Linked DNA regions of Mus musculus: all the other regions are linked to region 1. A link is a contact called in public Hi-C, HiChIP or PLAC-seq and promoter capture Hi-C data. All regions are on one chromosome and are shown on one strand. The core of a region is the stretch at or near the end of the contact, and the rest is flanking DNA. Distances in the headings are between cores, read along the strand shown.

Region 1 (3,108 bases), core at 51-2,550:
TGAATTCTTGTCTTCATGCTTATGTAGCTAGCTGAGCTACCTCTCCACCAATGGTAATCTTCTTTTTGGAGACAGCTGTTTCACATATTCCAGACTAGTCTCAAACTCACTAGCTAAGGATGGCTTTGAGCTTTATAGCCTCCTGCCTCAGTTTCTTGAGTGCTGCCATGTTTTGGGAGGTGCTGTAGGGTTTGGTATATATCAGGAAAGCATTTTACAACTCAGTCACACCCCAGCCTTCAATAGTTGTCTTATAGTATATAGTATTTACATCTTTACCCCATTAACAGGATGTTGTGTTTTTATCCTTATTTTACACTTGAAGAAATAGAGGCTCTGTGAGGATCAAGATGCTGCACTTAACAAGTATTAATAGCTGAAGCTAAAAACCAAAACATACCTTTCTTATCAATAAAACACTTTATTTTTAATAAAAGGAATTCAGTGAAGTTACTGAGTATTAAGACGGCAGCTTCAGTATCCTGTGGTTTCACTTTTAGAAAGATGCCATTCTGGGCTGAAGAGATGGCTCAACTCTTAAGAGCACTGACTGCTCTTCCAGAGGTCCTGAGTTCAATTCCCAGCAACCACATGGTGGCTCAGGACCATCTGTAATGGGATCTGATGCCCTCTTCTGGTGTGTCTGAAGACAGCTACAGTGTACTCATATAAATAAAATAAATGCATCTTTAAAAAAAAAAGAAGAAGAAAGATGGCATTCTGGAAGAAAAAGTGATATAACAACCTTTTCACTCCCAGTGGTTATTACAGCTTTAGTTAAAAAAAAGAAAGAAAAAAATAGAAGAGAAAGGGAGGGGCTGGGAGGTGAGTCCCGTAAAAGGCTGCTCCTCTAGAGTATCCGGGTTTAATTCCCAGTAACCACATGGCAGCCAACAACTGTAACTCCAGTTCTAGGACACCCCAACTTGCTTCTCGTTACACCGCGAGCCTGTACTTTGGAACTCCAAGTTCCAGAATGCAACGCTCCTCTTCCCCTTGGTTCTCAGGGGTCGTCGAGACTACAGTTCCCAGCATGCAGCACCGTCGCCCTTTGTTTTTGACGCCCAGATGGACCCTGCTTCGGAAGGACTTTTTGGACTCCAGAGGACGCTTCCTCGAGTCACAGCCCACCTGGAGGCATGTGGCTACGGGGAAGTTCTGGCCGGTTGAGTCTGTTCAGGCGAAGCTGCGGAGAGATGGTCTGGCGGCTTTGCAGAACCCTGCCCAGGCAGCGTACCGGGCAGCCCCAGCTGGGTCCTCCCGGGGCCTTCCTGCCTTTGAACAGTGGTGGCGGGCGGACACTCTGTCCCCGGCACGCTTGAGAGCGGGGGCCGCCATCTCCATGGCCACGGCTGCGAGCGGGCCCTGCGCCGGCGGGTCGCCGCGGGACATCCTTTGGCGCGTGAGTTAGCGAGCCGTGGCGCTCCCTGCCTCTCTGGCGGTGCCTGCGCGCTTGGCTAAAGGGGCCTGTCTTGGAGGCGCTTTAGGAATAGCGTGTAGGGATCTGACCGCCTCGGGGATTGGGTGCAAGGGTGTGTGGGCGTCCCCGAGTGGAAGTTAGGTCTGGGGTGTTGAGCTGGAGTCCGAAGTGGAAGTTTGTCAGCGTGGTTGGGATGGCCCGAATGGAAATTTGGTGGAAAAGTTGTAGAGCAAAAGGTTAGTGATTCGAGCTAATGCATAATAAATGGCTTGATTCCTTGGGCTAGGAAACGGGAAGGGCTGCTCTGTGTTGAAAGAATGTGGCCTTAGCAGACTCTGGGGTTGGGGAGACGCTAAACCGAGCATATATTCATGGTTTATTTAAGACAGCCTACTCTAGGCTTCAGCTAAGGAGAGCTCACCTCCTTGCATCCATTCTGTGTTTGGGGGGTGGGGAGTGGGCGCAAGGAGAGAAGTAAAGAGAATGCAAATAGTAGTGGTTCATGTTAATAGCCTAAATGGAGAAGCAGGATTTGCATGTCTGAGTTAGAGTAACTGACTTCTTGATTGAAGAGTTGTGTTTAATTTTAGGTTTTGGGTTGGAGGATAGTTACCAGCATCGTTTGGTCAGTAGTGCTTCTACCCGTCTGCATCACAGCCTTTATAGTCTTAAGCAGCATCAATTTATTCCACCCTATACAGTGGCTGTCAGGTAAGTGGTGATTTTTAATTACTGTCTGTATTGACATTAAAACATTACGTAAAGGCACTCACTCTCTGCATTTCTGCACTCACAGAACTGTCATTTTTGTTATATAAAATCAGTAAGTGTGTCAGGGATTATGTATGATGACAGGACAGATCATTAGAAGACTACTTATATACACAGCTAGGTGTGATGGCCCAGTGTCCTGGGAGGCAGAGGCAGGACGACCTGAGTTCAAGGCCAATCTGGGGCATATATATAGTAAATCCCTAGAGGTGCAGTAAAAAAGAAAAGGAAGCCACACAAGTATTTATCCTTTTGTCTTTTCCTTAAAAAAGGAAAAGAAAAGTTGGCTTATTTGTATTTTTCATGTGTATAAGTATTTAACTTGTATATATGTATGTTCATCACCACGTGTGTGCCTGGTGCTTATGGATCCCCCTGGAAGAGTTGCAGATGGTTGTGAGCCACCATGTGGGTGCTGGGACTGAACCCAGGTCCTTTGGAAAAGCCCTCTGCTGAGCCATCTCTCCAGCCCCAGTTCCCTTGTCTTTTCTTGTTTTTCCTTTCCCTGCCATCCATTTAAAATTGCAGATGGGAATTGTGACTGGTATTAAAAAAAAAGTCTAATCTAGCTAGTTGTAGCACATTCTTATAATCCAACTCTTAGGAGAGTGTAGCAAGAGGCTCCAGAGATCCTGGCTAGCCTGGGATACATATAGAGAAACTATTTCAAAAGCAATAAGAAAAAGCTATACAGTTATTTAAAGAATACTTTATTCTTATGTTGTAGCCAACAAAGAGAAGAGAGGCCAAAAACTAAAGAATGTCAGGGAAGACTTAGTACAAGTCTGCTGAGACAGAGGAGATGGAAACAGGCTGGATGCTTATTGGAATCTTTGGATGTGAAAATAAAATGATGATGTTAGGAGCTGGAAAGACGCTGAGAGGGTAAAGTGCTTGCTGCTTGAGTTGAAGACCTG
Region 2 (3,111 bases), core at 101-2,600, 430 kb after region 1:
GTTGATGGTCTGTCTTCCCCTCACTGTGGCCAGGACTTCCAGACCCATGGAGCCTTAACGTGACCAAAGGATGATGCACTTGTGGTTTCCCAAGGTCTGTGGTTGCCATAGCTATTGTCATGGGCTACCCTTTGCGGGGGAAGATATGAGACTGAGAGGACTGTTGACCTAGCGGGGCTGTGCACCCATCCAGCTTGGCATAGGAATCACAGCTTCCACGATTGCTTGCTTGCTTTCTCTCTCTTTCCCTTTCTTTCTTTCTTTCTTTCTTTCTTTCTTTCTTTCTTTCTTTCTTTCTTTCTCTCTCTCTCTCTCTCTCTCTCTCTTTCTCTCTTTCTCTCTTTCTCTCTTTCTCTCTTTCTTTCTTTCTTTCTTTCTTTCTTTCTTTCTTTCTTTCTTTCTTTCTTTCTTTCTTTCTTTCTTTCTTTCTTCCTTTTTTTTTTTCTGAAGAGAGAGGGCCTATTTAACACTGGGCCTTGGCACCCTCGCGCGGGCCTGGTTTACAACCCGTGCCCAAGAATCACACTCTGAGATTGTTGTGCTGCTGGGCCAGGCTCACCGGCAGGTGGCTGAAATCCAGTCTAAGCGTTGCCCTTCTGACAAGGAAGAGTAGGGGAGGTGGGGTCGCACTGCTAGAGGAGGGGCCTTCTTTGTGCAGAGGCTAGTGGAGCCCAGAGACACTAGATGTGCTGCCTCTGGCGGCAAGGATGACACATCTGGGCCTCCACAGTCCTTGCCCTTCTCTGCAGCAGCAAGGGTTACCTTGCCATGTCTTCAGGGCCCTTGATCTGCTCCTCTGCGGGGTCCAACAGAGAAGGATGAATATGGATAACAGTCTGTGCACCAGACACTCACCTCTCTCAGGATCACACAGTGATAATCACAGATGCACACGGTCGCAGAAAGCGACTCATCTAATCTGAAGCTATGACAGGTCTTGCCCAGCACCCCTAGATTCTCCCTGGCAATGCTTTCAGCCTTCCCGCGCTCTGCGCGTTCACTGCAACGGCTTGTGAGTCTCCTTCTCCCGAGCTCGGGCTCTCCTCCATACGCCTCCTTCTCTCACCCTCTTGCCACCTCCACGGGGAAACCAGGGGGGCCAGAGCCTAGCCGGGCTCGTCCTAGCGTCTACAGCTCTTAGCACCTGCGCGCACACAGAGCAGGATCATGGGGCTCGGACCGAGAGAGGAGGGGACAAGGACAGGCGGGGGAGGAGAAGAGGCGGCGGCGGGAGGAGCGTGGGGCGGAGGCGGCGGCGGGAGGGAGCGCGCGCGCCGGCGGCGGCTGCCCAGGGCCGGGGCCGCGCGCCCAGCCTGAGCCCGCCCCGCCGCCGAGCGTCACCGAACCTGCTTGAAATGCAGCCGGGGAGCCGGGGCGGGCGGCAGCGGTGGTGGTGGCGGCGGCGGCAGCGGCAGCCCCGGCGCCGCGGCAAGGACTTGGCGGGCTGAGGCGCGGCGGCGGCGCGGGGGTCTCGGGGCGCGGCGGCCGGAGCCCCGGGCCCGCTATGGGCCGCCCAGAACTGGGCGCGCTCCGGCCGCTGGCGCTGTTGCTGTTGCTGCTGCTGCAGCTTCAGCATCTCTCCGCAGCGGATCCGCTGCCGGGCGGCCAAGGTGCGTACGGCGCTTCCCGGGCCGGCTCGCAGCCGCCAACCAACAAAGCGCGGCCGGCGGTGGGGGTTGCTGTACGGCGAGGTCCCGATAGAGAGGCTCCGGGGACCCTAGCTCCCTGGATTTGCCTTGGACCTCCTCCCCGCTACCCCCACGGTTTTGGTTACCGAAGCTCTACCCCAGCTCCGGGCACCCTCTTAATGGGGGATGGGCGCCGGGCACCCCCCCCCCGGCCCGTGAACTTTGCGGGGGGTAGTCCTTCAGGGTCTGGGGTTTGGTTTAATTTGACACGCGCGCTCCATAGCGGCGATGAGCGAAGTGGTACAGTCTTTTCTGACAATGCGTTTCCGGGGACCCCTGTGGGCCGAGGAGACTGACAGGTTGTGAAGGGACTGAGCCCCTGCACCGGGTGCGTGTCGCCAGTGTGCGGGGCTTCCCGCAGACTAGGTTTGTGTGGACCTGACTTGGCGTTGTGTGTAAGGGTGAATGTGTCTGAAGGCGGGGTATAGCCACGGGCCGTTAAGCGCTTGTCGGGTCTCGCTGTGCCATCAGTCGGTCCTGCAGTGGAGGACCCGTGGCATCCTGTCCTTTCTCGGAATTAAGGTGCTTGGAGATCCAGAGCTCACCGATATCTCCCCCTTTCCCATACCCGCTGGACTTCTCGGCAGCCAGGGCTGCAGGGTGGGGAGCGGGCTCCTGTGCAGTGACCCAGCTCACCGCCCCCAACCCCCGCAGGGCCAGTCAAGGAGTGTGAAGAGGACCAGTTTCGGTGTCGGAACGAGCGCTGCATTCCCTTGGTGTGGAGATGCGATGAGGACAACGACTGCTCGGACAACAGCGACGAGGACGACTGCCGTGAGTCGCGGCGACCAGGGGAGGGGAAACGGGGGGGGGGGGGGATCATGCTCCGCTGCGCACGTGGCTGCATCCGTCATGGGGCCACCTGCCCCAGGCTGGCGGCCTTGTTCTGGGATGGGTGGCTCAGCTGTCGGCGGGAGCTGGGTGGCAGGCGTGTCCTGCTTAGGGTGGAGCCCAGCGCGGCTTGCTGAAGCTACTAGCCCGAGACTGTGGGCGTGGACGCGGCAGCCCCTGCACACCTCTTAGCTCTATGGATCGGATCCCCAATCTGGGCCTCACTGGGAGCGCGCACTTCAAAGTTCCACGCAGCTCGGGCCACGAGGGGCTTTTCCTTGCTCGGTTTTATGAATGAATGGGCTCCCCGGGGCCACTGATTGGCTGCGCAAGGACCACCCCATAGGCCTGTGGCCGGAGCGGCCAATCCTGGGGCTGACGGTGTGCTGTAAAGGGCTCTAGGCCCTGCCCTGGCCCGCCCCGGCCGCACCCCCGCGCGCATCCTCCGGGTGGTAGGCTCAGGTCCTGGTCACAGTCTGCTGCCTTTCTGCCGAGTCACCCTTCAGAGAGCGTTTTCCTCCTGCCAGCCTAGTCTGGGTGTGAGTCATGGGGCCAACAGCAAGGAGGGGCTCAGGAGGAAGAGTGTGTTTCC
Region 3 (3,359 bases), core at 568-3,067, 450 kb after region 1:
CACACATGCGAGTATAAGCGGCTGAGTGTATCTCTGCGCATGCATGCTCATCTGCATGTGTGTGCACTGCCATGCCCGAGGACCTCCATGTCTATTTCAACATACTTCCCTGTGTGTGGTCTAGGTCCAGGCCTGGCTGGAGAGCAACATGAGACAGGCTGGGCTGTGTGCCCAGCGGCCTCTTGAGCCTTCCTGGCAGAGGTAGTGATCACAGACTGTCTGGGCAGAAGGCAAGATGGAGCTAGGTTTGGCAGGTATGCACTGGCATTGGGAAGGAGGCAGGAATCCTTGTGCTGTGTTTGACAGATGGGGAAACCCAGGCCGATCCAAGCACAGAGCCAGGATGGAGGGACAGGACTGGAGCCCAGTCTCTGGACTCCCTGTAGTGGTTTTATCTGTTCCCCCAGGCTATTGCCCTGTCCGGTAATTTATGCCTTAGGCATCTTTTATGCTGTTAGAGTTTCACGGTGGCTCAGAGAGGCTCTTGAAAGAGTACTCCTCTTTATTTCACAGGACTGACCAGGATCAAGCTCTGAATTCCCACTGTAGCCCCTTCCTTAGAGGAAGTACCCTGAGCTGCTGGAGAGCACTGGACCTAGTAGGTCTACTCATTCGTTGTGTGATGTAGGCCATCTTGTCCCTCTCTGAACTTCAGGAGAGCTGTAAGAACTAAGTAATGACTGGACAGGTTGCTCGTTAGAAGAGTGCTAACCTAGCATGCGCGAGGCCCAGGGTTCAATCCCTAGCACTGCATGATATCAGGCATGATAGCAAAAGTAGGAGGAGGGTCAGAAGTTCATGACCGTCCTTGGCTACACAGTGAGCTTAAGGCCAGCCTGAGCGACAGAGTGATCTACTACCCTGTCTCCAAAATAAATGGATAGATGATAGATAGATAGTGTCGTTCAGTTTTAGAGCATGCGTGAGGCCTTAGGTTCATTTCTCAGCACCAAGTCAAGCGAGGATCTATATGTAATAGGCTTTGTATACCTTAAGGAGCAGTGTGGTGGCCATCACTCCATGGTCAGGGCCAAGTCTCACATTCCTCATCTAAGAGTACATTATATATACCAGGCAAGTAGCCTGCATGAGGTCACATAGGGGCAGAGGCAGGATTTAAGCTCTGGGACCTCTAACCTGCTCCTGGCAGGAGGAAGACCACAGCAGGCAGTAGACGAGACTCTCCCAAACGTCCATGCCCAGAGGAACTGGCTACTTGGAGGGGAGTGAATTTGTTCTGTAGTGCAAGCAATGATTGCATGATAGGTGGCTTCACCTCCATGCAAGCCATAGAGGGGTGGTTTACTGGGGAGCAGGCTGGCTCAAGGCAGTTGGTATCTTTAGCTTGTATAAGGAGCGAGAGTTGTGAGATGTGGTCCAGAGGCCTGTGAGCAGGGAGGCTGCCCCCGCCGCTTCCCCTCCCCCCTCCCCCTCCCCCAGAAGTCTTCCCTAACTTCAGAGTTCACCAGTACCTGGCAGGTGCCTGGCACACAGTAAGCACCCCCCTTCTGCTCCTGATTCTCTTGGCTTCCAGCAGTACAGACCTGAGACTCTCCTACGAGTAGGATGAGTGAAACTGGTCCTTGTGTGAGTTAGGTCTGGTTCTTCCTCCCAGCCCCGTGCTCTCAGAAATAAGATCCAGACTCAAAGTATAAATTGGCCATATAGCTAGGCTCTTCTCTGACTAGATCATAACTGTAATAATCCATTCTGCCACATGGCTGCTTACCTGGGCTCAGGCACCAAGTGTCCCCCTCGTCACATCTTCCCCTGTGAATCTTCCCGTGCCTGGCTCTATCCCAGAATTCTTTCTGCCTCCCGGATGTCCCACCTTCTCTTCTACCCTTTCCTATAGGCCATAGGTTTTTAAATTGACAGGTGATGCATCCATGCAATACACCAGATGTTCTCTCTGCAGCCCCTCCCGTATGCTACACCTAGCACTGAAGGTGCCGTAGAGGGAAGGACAAGGGGAGGCCTAGCAGCCTCTGCACCCAGCCCTCCCTGAGTGAACCTGGGGATCCCTCTACCCTAAGCACTTGCCAAGCAGATCAGTGGCTGCACGTGGGCTTGCCTCTCCTCTCCCACCCCCGCTTTGGCATCGCTGTCTCCAAGGTAACGGGGAATTTTCCCTCCCTCTCATCATTAGGGTGCCAGGGCAAACAAACAGCCCTAATCCAGATGAGCCTTGGGCCACAATCACACTCTTCTGGGGTTTTCTTTTTATTTCTAGCGATTTTGAGAAGCTTGGAGTAATTGGTATTCCGCACAGGTTAACAGGGGCACTGCCTCCGCAGTATTATGCCTTAATTTTCTTTATCACATAGCAAGTTGGAATGAATCACCCCGCTCCTGCCTTTTTCCCACCGAAACCTATTACCAGCCTGTCTGCTGGTTAAAGTCATTTCGTGGCAGCGCTTGGCTTCTTGCCACTGCCCTGGGAATCTTTCTGACCAGAGCCAAAGAACAAGGAGGGTGAAGAATCCATTTGTACAAAGCGGGGGTCTCCCGTTGAGAACTTACTTCCCTCCCTGTTCAGAAGGGACAGCTTTCAGCCTCTTGCCTGCGCAGACTGGCCATATGTCAGCGGTGGGAACGGGATTCCTGGGCCTGCGGTGGGGGAGGGGTGGCCATGCCTACTGCTCCTGGCACCTGGGTTAGATCCCATGACGAGAGTTTCTGGGCTTCTGCAGCTTGCTTGTGAGAGTCTTTGATGGCCGAGTGTCCCACGTTCTGACCCAGAGGGCCTGAGCAGTCTAGCTTGGGGTTTTGAGACTCTAAAATGTTTATTTTGGAACATGGAGAGTTGAATCTGTGGTTCTGTGGCTCCTTTTTGATTCTGAGATAGATAGAAAGATAGATGGATGGATGGATAAATGGATGGATTATAGATACATACATACATACATACATACATACATACATGCATACTGTGCTTACACAGGGTCTATCATTGAATGTTAAATACATTTGGCTAGGCTGGCTGGCCAGTAAGCTCTTGGGTTCTATTGTCTTCCCTTACCCTCCTAGGGTTATACGTGGCTTGTTTTTTTAATATGTGTTCTAGGGGAGCAGAATCAGGCCGTTCTGCTTACGCAGCAGGCGCTTTATCAGCCGAGCCACCTCCCAGTGCTCTTGCCTGATCTCTTCAGCTGCTCTTAGTTCTGTCGTGTTGGGTCCTGTGAGGGAGGAATTGCTTTGCTAAGCTTACCTTAGAAATGTCACCTCAGGTTGGCCCCAGCTTCTCTGGCATCGTCTCTCCGTTCATAAAGTTGAGGACTGAGCCAGGTTGCCTCCAAGGCCCAAGTTCCAGGTTTGTCCTGCCTGCCTGTCGTGCCCTGCGTGGCCTGGTCTCTGTC
Region 4 (3,294 bases), core at 723-3,222, 350 kb after region 1:
GACTCCCTGTAACATCACCACCACAGATAGGGATCACTCCCTAGCTCTGTGTGACACTCATCTGCTGACCTGATCAAAACCGGAATTCTGCTTATCACCATCCCTAACGAGGAACAAGACAGACGTGGTCATCGGGCAGGCAGCGTCAGCTGGGCATTCGCCTTATTTGACAAGTGAGGGAACTGAGGCTCAGGAGGTTAGCTATGGTCAGGCTGTAATGACAAGGCCAAACTTCTCCTGATGAGGCTGCTTCGAGAGCCCTTCACAGCCCCTTAATGTGTCCAGGCTGGAACTTGCCAAAGGACTGAGCTGTTGTGATCTCCATCAAATGGAGCTTATTACTGAAAGCATCAGGAAGACCAGTCTCTAACAGCAGCTAGTATATTGGAAGGTCTCAGAGCTGCTAGCCCGCAGACAATGCTGGTCTGATTAAACATGAATATGACTAAAGGTTAGTTTAGTTTTGTGCTTGGAAATGGAGATTAAGGGAGAAAAACATAAAAACAAAGGGACAACTTTAAAGAAAGCAAACGTTTATAATCCTGTGTTTTGCAAGCTTTTGCAGCCTTTTCCATCTGTCCTTTATCTTCTTTGCAGAAATGGCTAATTTCTTTCAAATGCTGTAAACTGGAAAAATCTAAAATGCTCATCAGATAAACCAATTTAAAAAAACTACTACTGACTTTTCTTTACGTAAGTGCACAGAGTATCTGACTTGCTTCTGATAAGGTCTCTTTAAGTAGCATTATAATTAAGCCCACACCAACGAGCTATGTCTCTGAGAGCGCAGCTGGTCTGGTACTGAGGCGCATGCGCACTGAGCCTCAGACTTCTGCTGCATCTCAATGACCATGTGTGGCCTTTGTGCAGCCACCCATCCTGCTCTCTTGACACCGTTATCATCATCACAAGCCACTTGCCCCTGGATTCACCTCAGTGTGCCCCTGGATTAATTTATGAGACACCTTCACTGAGCTTTAGGTGTGGTCATGCGCCCCGGGTCTGGTCAGAAAAAAAAAAAAAAAAAAAAAAAAAAAAAAAAGGTGGGAAACCAAAGTGGTACCCTTCTCCCAACATGGAACCGCACCTCAGACTGATTGGGTCAGCCAAAGTGGGGTTGGGGCACAACAGTGTGTAACATAGAGAAAGAGGGTGAAGGTGGGAGGGGACGAAGGAGTAGGTTTCCAAACCTGGCCTTGCTACATCTGGCTTGCCTCAGTTTCCCCCTATATAAAAGCCGGTATCACAGCACCTGCCCTGAAGACAGATTATATTTAAAATGATATACAATAAAATCTGGGTGTATTGTGGGTCTTAGAGTTACCACTACAAGCCTTTTAATGAACAATGGATGGGCTGTTTGTTGGCAAGGATGATTCTGCCTGATTGTTATTGTTAGAGTGGTTTGTGGAAATACACAGAATACATTTGCTTTAATTTTTAATGCCTCATAAAGTGCGTAACACTTTGTGGGGGGGCGGGGGGGTTCAGCACAGAGGAGAATGAAAGGCAAGCCACCTGGGGGCACTGTACAGAGAAGCCAACGGTGGCAACCCTATCCCTCTGGCTTCCCTGCAAACAGTTTCTTTTTACAAATGTGGTTTTGGTATGCAAATCACTGTATGCAGATTTCTGTGTGCAAAATACAGCCTAGAAAAATGGCCTCCCTGCCAAAGAAGATAGGAGATGTTGGCTACCATGGAGAGAAATGGTAGCAAATTCCGGGTGCCTTCTCCCACTGCTCTGTCTAACAATGTATGGGGTGAGCAGATTTTTGGCATGCTAAACTGAACTATTTTGGCTTTAGGTTGTGTGTTCTTGTGATAAAAGTGTGCTTATTGAAGCCTGTAACTACTTTTTGAAGCCATAATAACGTGTCGTGGTATTTAATTTAGCATTTCACAACAGCGTACCACCTCCAGCTAGCAAAACCGCTTGTTCTGAAATCACAGATGGCTTCACATCTGAGGGTAGGGCTGCCTGACTTGTGGGCTTCCTACTTTCTGCAAAGAATTGTGCTTACTCAGAGACTTCATTTTACACTTCAGAAAGTATTCCCTAATTAATGCAGTCCTTAGTAAGGGGAAGGAAGGCACGTCATATTAGAATATTCTTTCTTCGGGAGAACAGGCGAAGCTAGCACTGAATTCTCAAGGCAACATTTTATCATTGAGGCAGAATAATAACATTGTCTCTTTCCCGGTGTTCCTTGCCGATTCCAAAGCTTCTCCCAGTTGCCTCCTTTCAGGAGAGGAGATGCAATACAAATGCATTCCAAGGTCACTTGTGACAGGACCTCTGGCCTCCCAGATTTGGGATTATTTGTGTCTGCAATTATGCTCCAGAGACCAACCACTGTAATCTGTAGCCCCAGATCACACGCCTCTCCCTAACCTTACCTTTCCCTTACACTCAAATATTTTTTGCTCATGTCGGGTGTTTCAAACTTGCCACCTTGCCAAATGAGATGCTCATTAATTTTCCAAAACTGAAGTTTCATTTAAAAGCATTCTCGGGACAGTGCACACGGTCTGAAAGCAAAGCTAACAAGTGTAAGGCTGTCATCGCCCTGGTGGCTGGAAAAGAGGGAAAGGGAATCTTCCCGGGGACACTTGTTCACATGCTCATTCATGCATTCACTGCTTTGTGCGTGTGCTCATTTATGCATTCATTCATGCATGCATTCGTTAGCTTGGCTTCCTGCTCACCATGCGATGGGTATTGCCTTGGGCATAGGAACACAAAAATGAAACTATCCCTAGCTATCGTTCAGTGTCTCCCAGAAGAGGCCAGTGCATACATAGCTCCAGTGGAAGTGTACACCAGACACCCAGGTGTGCACAGGTAGAGTCGCGCACTCTCTCGTACCAGCAGCCATGGTGAACTGCTTGGATGTTGGCAAAGCTTTGGAAGCTGAACAGAAGTGGCCCAGATGGGTGGGTAGGTGGGGGTGAAGAAGCCCTGAAGGCAGAGGAGAGAGTGAAAAAGAAGGTCTGGTGGCTTGAGCTGCCAACGGCTGGGCAAGTCTTTCAGTTGAGAAATTTCTTTGACCTAAAAATAGGGGATGGGGGAGGGGCGTATGGGGAAGAGTCTCAACTGTTTGTGTGTCTGTCTCGCCCATTAAGATTTCTATTCCATGACTCATGCTCGGTCACCTATGGCTTGACCAGATAGCTATCACAACCTGTGACCAGTCAACTTGCCTCCAGCATCTTCCTGCACTGATCTCAAAGGCTCTGAAGTGCCCACCCCCGCCCATTTAAAACCACTCAGACAAAACCAAATACCTTAATC
Region 5 (2,899 bases), core at 152-2,651, 300 kb before region 1:
AACTTCTGATCTTTTTTCCTAAAGCACGGTTTCTCTGTGTAGCCCTGGCTATCCTGGAACTCACTCAGTAGACCAGGCTGACTTGAACTCACAGAGATCTTCCTGCTTCTGCCTCCTGAGGGCTGGGATTAAAGGCATGCACCACCATCTCCAGGTGCAATCCTAACTTCTGAAACACATCCATCCACTAGGCATTCGTTGTCAGGGTAATGCAAAGGGGTCGTGTCTGTGAGATCCTTCACAGCACCTCCTGAGTTCACAGAAAATGGTTAATGGCCAAAAATATCAGCTTGCAGGCATAGAAGTGGGCCTTTTAGGAGGCTGGCCTATGGCTATCGATTTTTCCAAACTTATGACTGATTCTCTTAATTTGGCTCCAAACCTTGTTGGGTCTCTGTATTTCCTAGTTATCCTTTGGAATCTCTGCTCCCACAGACTTCAGTTGTTTTTGGTTTTAGGATCTTCCCTATCCTCATCCTGATCCTGAGAGGGTTCAACTCTGGAAAACAGTTCCTGACACTCCTCTTAAGAAACAGAATGACTTTGAGACATTGATGTATCTCCCCCGCCTCCCCACAGGGTTTCTCTGTGTAGCCCTGACTGTCTTCGAACTCATTCACTCTGTAGATTAGGCTGGCCTCCAACTCAGGAAAAGGCTCAAGACATTCTGACCTGTTATTAAGTGGGTAGACTTTTGGGTGCAAATCCTTTCTTTGAAAACATATCCCAGGCCTATTTTAACAAAAGACACCCCCAGAAAAGGAGCGTTGTAGACCTGCTTTATTATCACCTCTCCACGCATGGAGACAAATCCCCTCCTCTCTGCACACATTCTCCATTGCTCCCTTTCACAAACACCTTGATCTGACAACTCTTGGAAGCCGGGTGTTACTCTATTCTACTTCCAGAGGAAGAAACTTCCCCAGGCTCGGGGTCACTGCTGAGCCTGGGACAGCGTCTCCTCCCGTTTGTCCTGAGACCTCACCCTCCAGGAGTCGGCAACGCTGGTGGAAGATGTAGCAGGGTTCTTCCTTGTACAGAGTCTGTTCGTGGATCGGGGCGGCACGGTGGAAGCGTGGGTCATTCCAGCCGCGCTCCCACGGCGGGAAGATCGGCCTCGCCAGCCACGGGACGAAGTGCTTCTTGCCCTCGTAGGTAATGGGCTCCAGACCGGGGATCTCGTACACCCTGTCCAGGGGGCGAGGCTCGGGCTTCCGCGTGGAGCGCACGCCCCACTCATACGCCCCACGTTTCGGAGTCCCGTAACCTCCGAGGCCGAGCCTTCCAGAGCCAGCGAGTGCCCGCAGAGCGGGCCCGGACGCCAAGGCCATACCGACTCCGTTTCTACAAAACCTCTACCTGGACGCCGCCATCTTTGCCCGTGCAGGGACTGCTGGGAGCCAAAGGGGCGGAGCGCAATGACGGGTTTTTGCGAATGACAGACACTTCACCCAATCACAATTAGAATATGCTTGCTTTGTCCCCGCCCCTCAGGCAGTTCCCATCCTTATTGGTGGAACCTGGAAGGTGCTCTTTGCTTGGGGTTTCTGAAGTGCCACACGTGAAGAAACTTGCTGGTAGGTAGGTGAGCGCGGTGGTGGAGCTCGCGGCCGGCGCGGAGGAGCGTAGGGACCTCAGATCTGTACTTTGCACGCCTTTGACCCTTAGGCATTTAGAACGTGAGAGGGCCCGGTCTCCTCGCTGTAAAATTAGGAGTTAAAATGCCTTAGCGGGTCCGACGCCTCATGAGTTCTGGAACTGCCATCCTTTCCGCCCTTCTCAGCGTTGCCCACACTTTCCTGGCTGCGGCTTCCCAGAGCCTGCGAGTGGCCCGGGTACCTCTTTCTATGCCAGCTTGGCGGCCGACTGCTGGCACTGCGGCTCGCCCGGCGCCGAACGCGAGTTACTTTTGCTCTGCTGCTGCTAAGTTTTCCGATTCCCGGAGGCGGGTCCAGTGCACTGGCTTCTGGCAGGCTCGCTGCGGGGGTCAGAGTGAGGACTGTGCTAAGTAAGCATCGGGTGGGCATAGGTTGAGGGACCACCGAGTGAGTACATGAGTGCACGACGTGAACGGTGGCAACACACACATGCTTCCTGTCCCTTAGGTCTTTTCTCTTGTTTGACCACTGTCAGAGTTGCATTGTTTAGTGACCGGCCCGTGAACTCTCCCTGGCTTCTAGAGCAGTTGCGTGACACACACTTTAGGTTAACAAATGAATACATAGTAGAACAAATAAGGTGCTTGGTAATGACAAGGGGAACACTTGAGAAGGTCTCTGAGAGGAGATGACCTTTCAGCCAAGGCCTGAAGAGTAGGGATAAGCATCCAGGGCGAGGCTGCAACAGGGATTGTGCCTCCCAGATGGGAAGGAACTTCATCTTTAAAATTGTGCATGAAGTGGCCACCTTGTCTACCAGTTTCCAAAACGACTGAGACAATAGGACTATTTAACCCCCATGAATGCAAAAGAGGCAGAGGACAATATGACTAACACTCAGACTACCCAGCAGTTTACAGTTAAAGCATTTTCATTTGTCTTAGTACATCTCCTTCCCAAATGCTAAGAGTAATTGCCATAAAGAGAGGCACCATTCACTCAGTTATCTGATGCACAGTACAGATGGAGTGACTGGATGAGTATAACACCGTGCTAGGTCTTAACAAGGACAGGGACCGTGTCCTGTGCCTTCTGCCTTACAACACCAAATCCTGTACCCAGCTCCCGGACTATAGAGGGAACGAACACTCACCAGGCCATGGGAGCTTCCTGTATGCCAGGTGTTTGGCAGAATACAGAAAGAGTGAGACACCAACTTCATTCTCACTGGTGGCCCAGCCTCAGAAACACACCAAAGTCAAAGAGCTCCTGCACAGTAGGAGAGGCCTTCTGAATCCAAA
Region 6 (2,917 bases), core at 70-2,569, 320 kb after region 1:
ACAGCATAAAGAAACAATGTAATTAATGCACAAAGCGAGGGGGAAAAAAAATCTTAGTGAACCAGCCCATCCCCCTGGCCAACTAGCAGAAAGTTTTATTCCCCACCACATCAGGTGAAATGGAACAAGTGAGTGTGAGTACAGGTGCGTTAGGCTAGACACTGCAGTTAGGATAAATTAGCCTCGGCTCAGTGAAAGGAGGGTGCGCAGGCGCAGTTTAAGGTGAACAGCCACTCAGAAAAAGACTCTCCAGCAGGAGAAAAATGGCAGGCGGGGAGGGGGAGGGGTTGCCACGCAGGCACAAGAGATCTAGACCTGGGAGGGGGGAAGGGATGCCGTGCAAACGCGCTAGAGGGGCCACGGAAAGGCGCCACTGCCAAAGCTGCCCAGCTGCCATCTTTTTTTTCCTCTTGCAAAAGTACAGAGGCAGAAAACTGCATCTCAACAAAGCCCCCCTGCACTGCACATTCTTCCCTACCAGCTTTTTCCCATTGCTATCATCAGAAGCCACCCACCCAAATCCTTGTCTGGGAACAGGTTCTCAAGCGGGGTTACCTGGGGAAGGCGCCTTTCCCACCCCGGCACCAGTCTGGGACTCCAGCTTAGAGCCGGAGGCTGCTGGCCTGGTACAGGCCGGAGGAACCGTCGGCTGCACGAGGCTGGGCTTACCGTAGTCGGCGAACGGCAGTCGGGGCACGGGCCGCACTGGCCCTGGCACTGGCACGGGCCGCACTGGCAGGTGCTGATCCGGGTAGCAAAGCTCCGGCCTGGGCGCCTGTGGCATGAGCTGGGGCAGCCACGCGGAGGAACGGTCGCGCAGTCCCCCGGGGGCCCCTGGTCCAGGCTGGAAGGTGCTGGGGCCCGGGCGGCCACTTGGGCCCAGCTGGAAGGTGCTCGGGCCTGGGCTCGGGGCCTGCGGGGGCCTCTCGAGGAAGCAAGTGGCCGTGGGGCCTGGCCCAACGCCTCCCGGAACCGCCCTAGGCAGTGGGCAAATGCTGGAGCTCAAGGCGGTGGCCGCCGCTGCTGGAGCCCTAGGAGGCAGCTGGGGACCCTGCGTGCCCACGGTCGCCACCTGCTCCTCGGCAGCTTGGGTTCTGAGAACCTTCTGGGCAGCCATGATCTTCTGGCGCTCGGTGATCAGGTAGCACTTGTCACAGATGCACTGCTTCCAGCGGCATTTGCCCGTATGGCCCTTGACTGGTACCAGATAGCCATGGTTCCGGCACCTAGAGCACTTGGGGGCGCGAAGCATCTTGTCGTCTAGCTGGGCAAGCTCTGCTTCCAAACGCAGCCACCACTTCCCGAAGCTGCAGAGCAAGTGAAGCAGGAATGAGCGGTGCCCCCATAAGTCCCTGGTGCTGGGGACATTGGATACACTTGTAACAAAACAGCTCGCTGAATGTCCGGAGAACTGCAATAGGACTCTTGCATTTTTTCCACTTTCTGTGTGTGTGTGTGTGCTAAATTTACCGTGTTTCTGTGTGTTGGGCAATGGTGTACGGTGTAAATTAAAAATGAAATACTTATTACATGTATGTCATACGAGTTATTTGAAGTTTTCGGCACTTGAATTTTCAAACTTCCTGTTCCCGCCAAATTGTAACTGGAAAATAGATTTTTTTTTTTTTTTTTTTTTTTGAAAAAAGGCGGACTTCTACTCAACGGTCGAGGGTTTTAAAACTCCCAATGAACAGAGCTGTTAGTAAACCCGTACTATTGGAAAGTTCCAGAGAACACTGTGTTTTTCCTCCCCGAAGCAGCTGCTTCTGCTTCATCTCGCTCCTCTGTAGAGAAAAAGAGCAGTTCTGCTTCCAGAATATTCTTCAGCGCTTAGTGCAGTGTTGGTTACTTACAGGCATTGCAGAAACCATGAGTTTTTGAGTCCTGTTTGTGTAAGCACTAGGGTCTGAAAAATGCATGCTTAATAATGTTCTAAAGTGCCGGGCGTTGGTGGCGCATGCCTTTAATCCCAGCACTTGGGAGGCAGTGGCAGGCGGATTTCTGAGTTCGAGGCCAGCCTGGTCTACAGAGTGAGTTCCAGGACAGCCAGGGCTACACAGAGAAACCCTGTCTCGAAAAACAAAAAACAAAAAGCAAAAACAAAAATAATGTTCTAAAGCAAAACATGATAGTTCGGAACTAATTTGAATTACTGGCTTTTGGGTTTGTTTGTGTGTGTGTGTGTTTGTGTGTGTGTGTGTGTTTCTTGTTTCATATGGTCTTTTAATTGTCTTTATGAAGCCAAACACAACTACTTAAAAAAAAATTCCCTAGCCACTGGAAATACATTGATGAAGCATGCATACTTCTCTCAGGAGAGGGGCCATATAAGTAAACATTTGCAAGAGCCTTCCTCAGACATCTGCTCACCCAGTATAGGGCACACAGCACGGTGTGTTCAGACCTAACTTAGGGGGGCTTGCCCCTCCAGGATGGCCTTTATTCCCAGAATCTACCAATATCACAAGGAGCCACAATTTGCTTGTTTTGTGACAAAGCATGTGTTCCAGTCGGTTCACTCTGAGAGAAGGGGAGCTCCCAGCTTTGGAGAGTAATTCCACCCAAAAGAAAAAAAAATCACATACATGCACACACACACACACACACAAGCAAGCACAATCTCCATGAAAAAAAATCTAATAGCCTACATACAACCTGTCATTTAAATATATATACATATATGTGTGTATACACACACATACACACGCGCGCGCGCACACACACACACACACACACACACACACACGCTATCTGCCTCCTGAGTGCTGGGTTAAGGGCATGCACCACTACGCCAGGCTGTGGTTCTTTTTTTTTCCTTTTCAAAAGAAATATCTATGGTGTCTTTCAAAAGGTTTTCAAAAGGTAAAGACAGGCAGTGCTTTAAATAGTAAGCAGGCCATCTCAGAGGGTCAGAAGC

Evidence for each region. Promoter capture Hi-C pulls out the DNA fragments that hold promoters and counts their contacts. A called contact is a pair of places that touch in the nucleus more often than the background predicts. HiChIP or PLAC-seq counts read pairs in DNA pulled down with a chosen protein or histone mark. Capture Hi-C pulls out chosen DNA fragments and counts their contacts.
Region 2: a contact with region 1 is called in an H3K4me3 HiChIP or PLAC-seq map of the SCID.adh cell line, with 11 read pairs. The contact joins the promoter of Lrp8 here to the promoter of Ndc1 in region 1. A contact is called at or near these places in 2 of 39 promoter capture datasets (the 3T3-L1 cell line and hippocampal neurons), 1 of 484 Hi-C or Micro-C datasets (embryonic stem cells) and 4 of 115 datasets of contacts at active chromatin or transcription factors (the SCID.adh cell line, embryonic limb bud, extraembryonic endoderm stem cells and 1 more).
Region 3: an H3K4me3 HiChIP or PLAC-seq map of forebrain shows a contact between it and region 1, with 3 times the contacts expected there. The contact joins the promoter of Lrp8os2 here to the promoter of Ndc1 in region 1. A contact is called at or near these places in 6 of 39 promoter capture datasets (the 3T3-L1 cell line, 3T3-L1-derived adipocytes, cranial neural crest and 3 more), 1 of 15 datasets of contacts at CTCF or cohesin (the NIH/3T3 cell line) and 3 of 115 datasets of contacts at active chromatin or transcription factors (astrocytes, embryonic forebrain and forebrain).
Region 4: a contact with region 1 is called in a promoter capture Hi-C map of hippocampal neurons, with 5 times the contacts expected there. The contact joins the enhancer-like site here to the promoter of Ndc1 in region 1. A contact is called at or near these places in 6 of 39 promoter capture datasets (the 3T3-L1 cell line, frontonasal cranial neural crest, hippocampal neurons and 3 more), 3 of 484 Hi-C or Micro-C datasets (cortical neurons, embryonic stem cells and palatal mesenchyme) and 2 of 115 datasets of contacts at active chromatin or transcription factors (embryonic limb bud and stem cell-derived neural progenitor cells).
Region 5: a contact with region 1 is called in a Hi-C map of CD8 T cells, with 1.9 times the contacts expected there. The contact joins the promoter of Mrpl37 here to the promoter of Ndc1 in region 1. A contact is called at or near these places in 2 of 39 promoter capture datasets (the HPC-7 cell line and liver), 4 of 484 Hi-C or Micro-C datasets (CD4 T cells, CD8 T cells, cortical neurons and 1 more), 3 of 115 datasets of contacts at active chromatin or transcription factors (the SCID.adh cell line, bone marrow-derived macrophages and pancreatic cancer cells) and 1 of 9 other capture datasets (liver).
Region 6: a promoter capture Hi-C map of pancreatic islet shows a contact between it and region 1, with 4 times the contacts expected there. The contact joins the promoter of Dmrtb1 here to the promoter of Ndc1 in region 1. A contact is called at or near these places in 4 of 39 promoter capture datasets (cranial neural crest, embryonic stem cells, hippocampal neurons and 1 more), 13 of 115 datasets of contacts at active chromatin or transcription factors (the SCID.adh cell line, astrocytes, embryonic basal ganglia and 8 more) and 2 of 9 other capture datasets (embryonic stem cells and pancreatic islet).

The regions. Positions count from the first base shown.
Region 1 is chr4:107,366,747-107,369,854 of GRCm38.p6, forward strand. It overlaps Ndc1 (NDC1 transmembrane nucleoporin), which reads left to right and starts at 1,301. Exons shown (of 18, transcript NM_028355.4): 1 at 1,301-1,402; 2 at 2,011-2,131. The coding sequence starts at 1,343.
Region 2 is chr4:107,800,909-107,804,019 of GRCm38.p6, forward strand. Lrp8 (low density lipoprotein receptor-related protein 8, apolipoprotein e receptor) reads left to right here and starts at 1,351. Exons shown (of 20, transcript NM_053073.3): 1 at 1,351-1,610; 2 at 2,343-2,462. The coding sequence starts at 1,505. Lrp8os3 (low density lipoprotein receptor-related protein 8, apolipoprotein e receptor, opposite strand 3) reads right to left here and starts at 1,156. Exons shown (of 2, transcript NR_168096.1): 1 at 856-1,156.
Region 3 is chr4:107,821,205-107,824,563 of GRCm38.p6, forward strand. Lrp8os2 (low density lipoprotein receptor-related protein 8, apolipoprotein e receptor, opposite strand 2) reads right to left here and starts at 1,818. Exons shown (of 2, transcript NR_151515.1): 1 at 1,730-1,818. The region is part of intron 2 of Lrp8 (low density lipoprotein receptor-related protein 8, apolipoprotein e receptor); the gene reads left to right.
Region 4 is chr4:107,716,284-107,719,577 of GRCm38.p6, forward strand. All of the region lies in intron 3 of 1700047F07Rik (a long non-coding RNA gene), which reads left to right. Among named protein-coding and RNA genes, the nearest start is that of 1700047F07Rik, 28 kb to the left of the region's middle. Within about 2 kb of position 1,973, at least 61 of the 459 cell types and tissues checked have an H3K27ac peak or open chromatin away from gene starts, as enhancers often do. A contact at or near this core is called in cortical neurons and hippocampal neurons, where this site is marked.
Region 5 is chr4:107,065,465-107,068,363 of GRCm38.p6, forward strand. Mrpl37 (mitochondrial ribosomal protein L37) reads right to left here and starts at 1,402. Exons shown (of 7, transcript NM_025500.2): 1 at 986-1,402. The coding sequence starts at 1,331. It overlaps Cyb5rl (cytochrome b5 reductase-like), which reads left to right and starts at 1,530. Exons shown (of 7, transcript NM_001346552.2): 1 at 1,530-1,581.
Region 6 is chr4:107,682,911-107,685,827 of GRCm38.p6, forward strand. Dmrtb1 (DMRT-like family B with proline-rich C-terminal, 1) reads right to left here and starts at 1,320. Exons shown (of 4, transcript NM_019872.2): 1 at 670-1,320. The coding sequence starts at 1,252.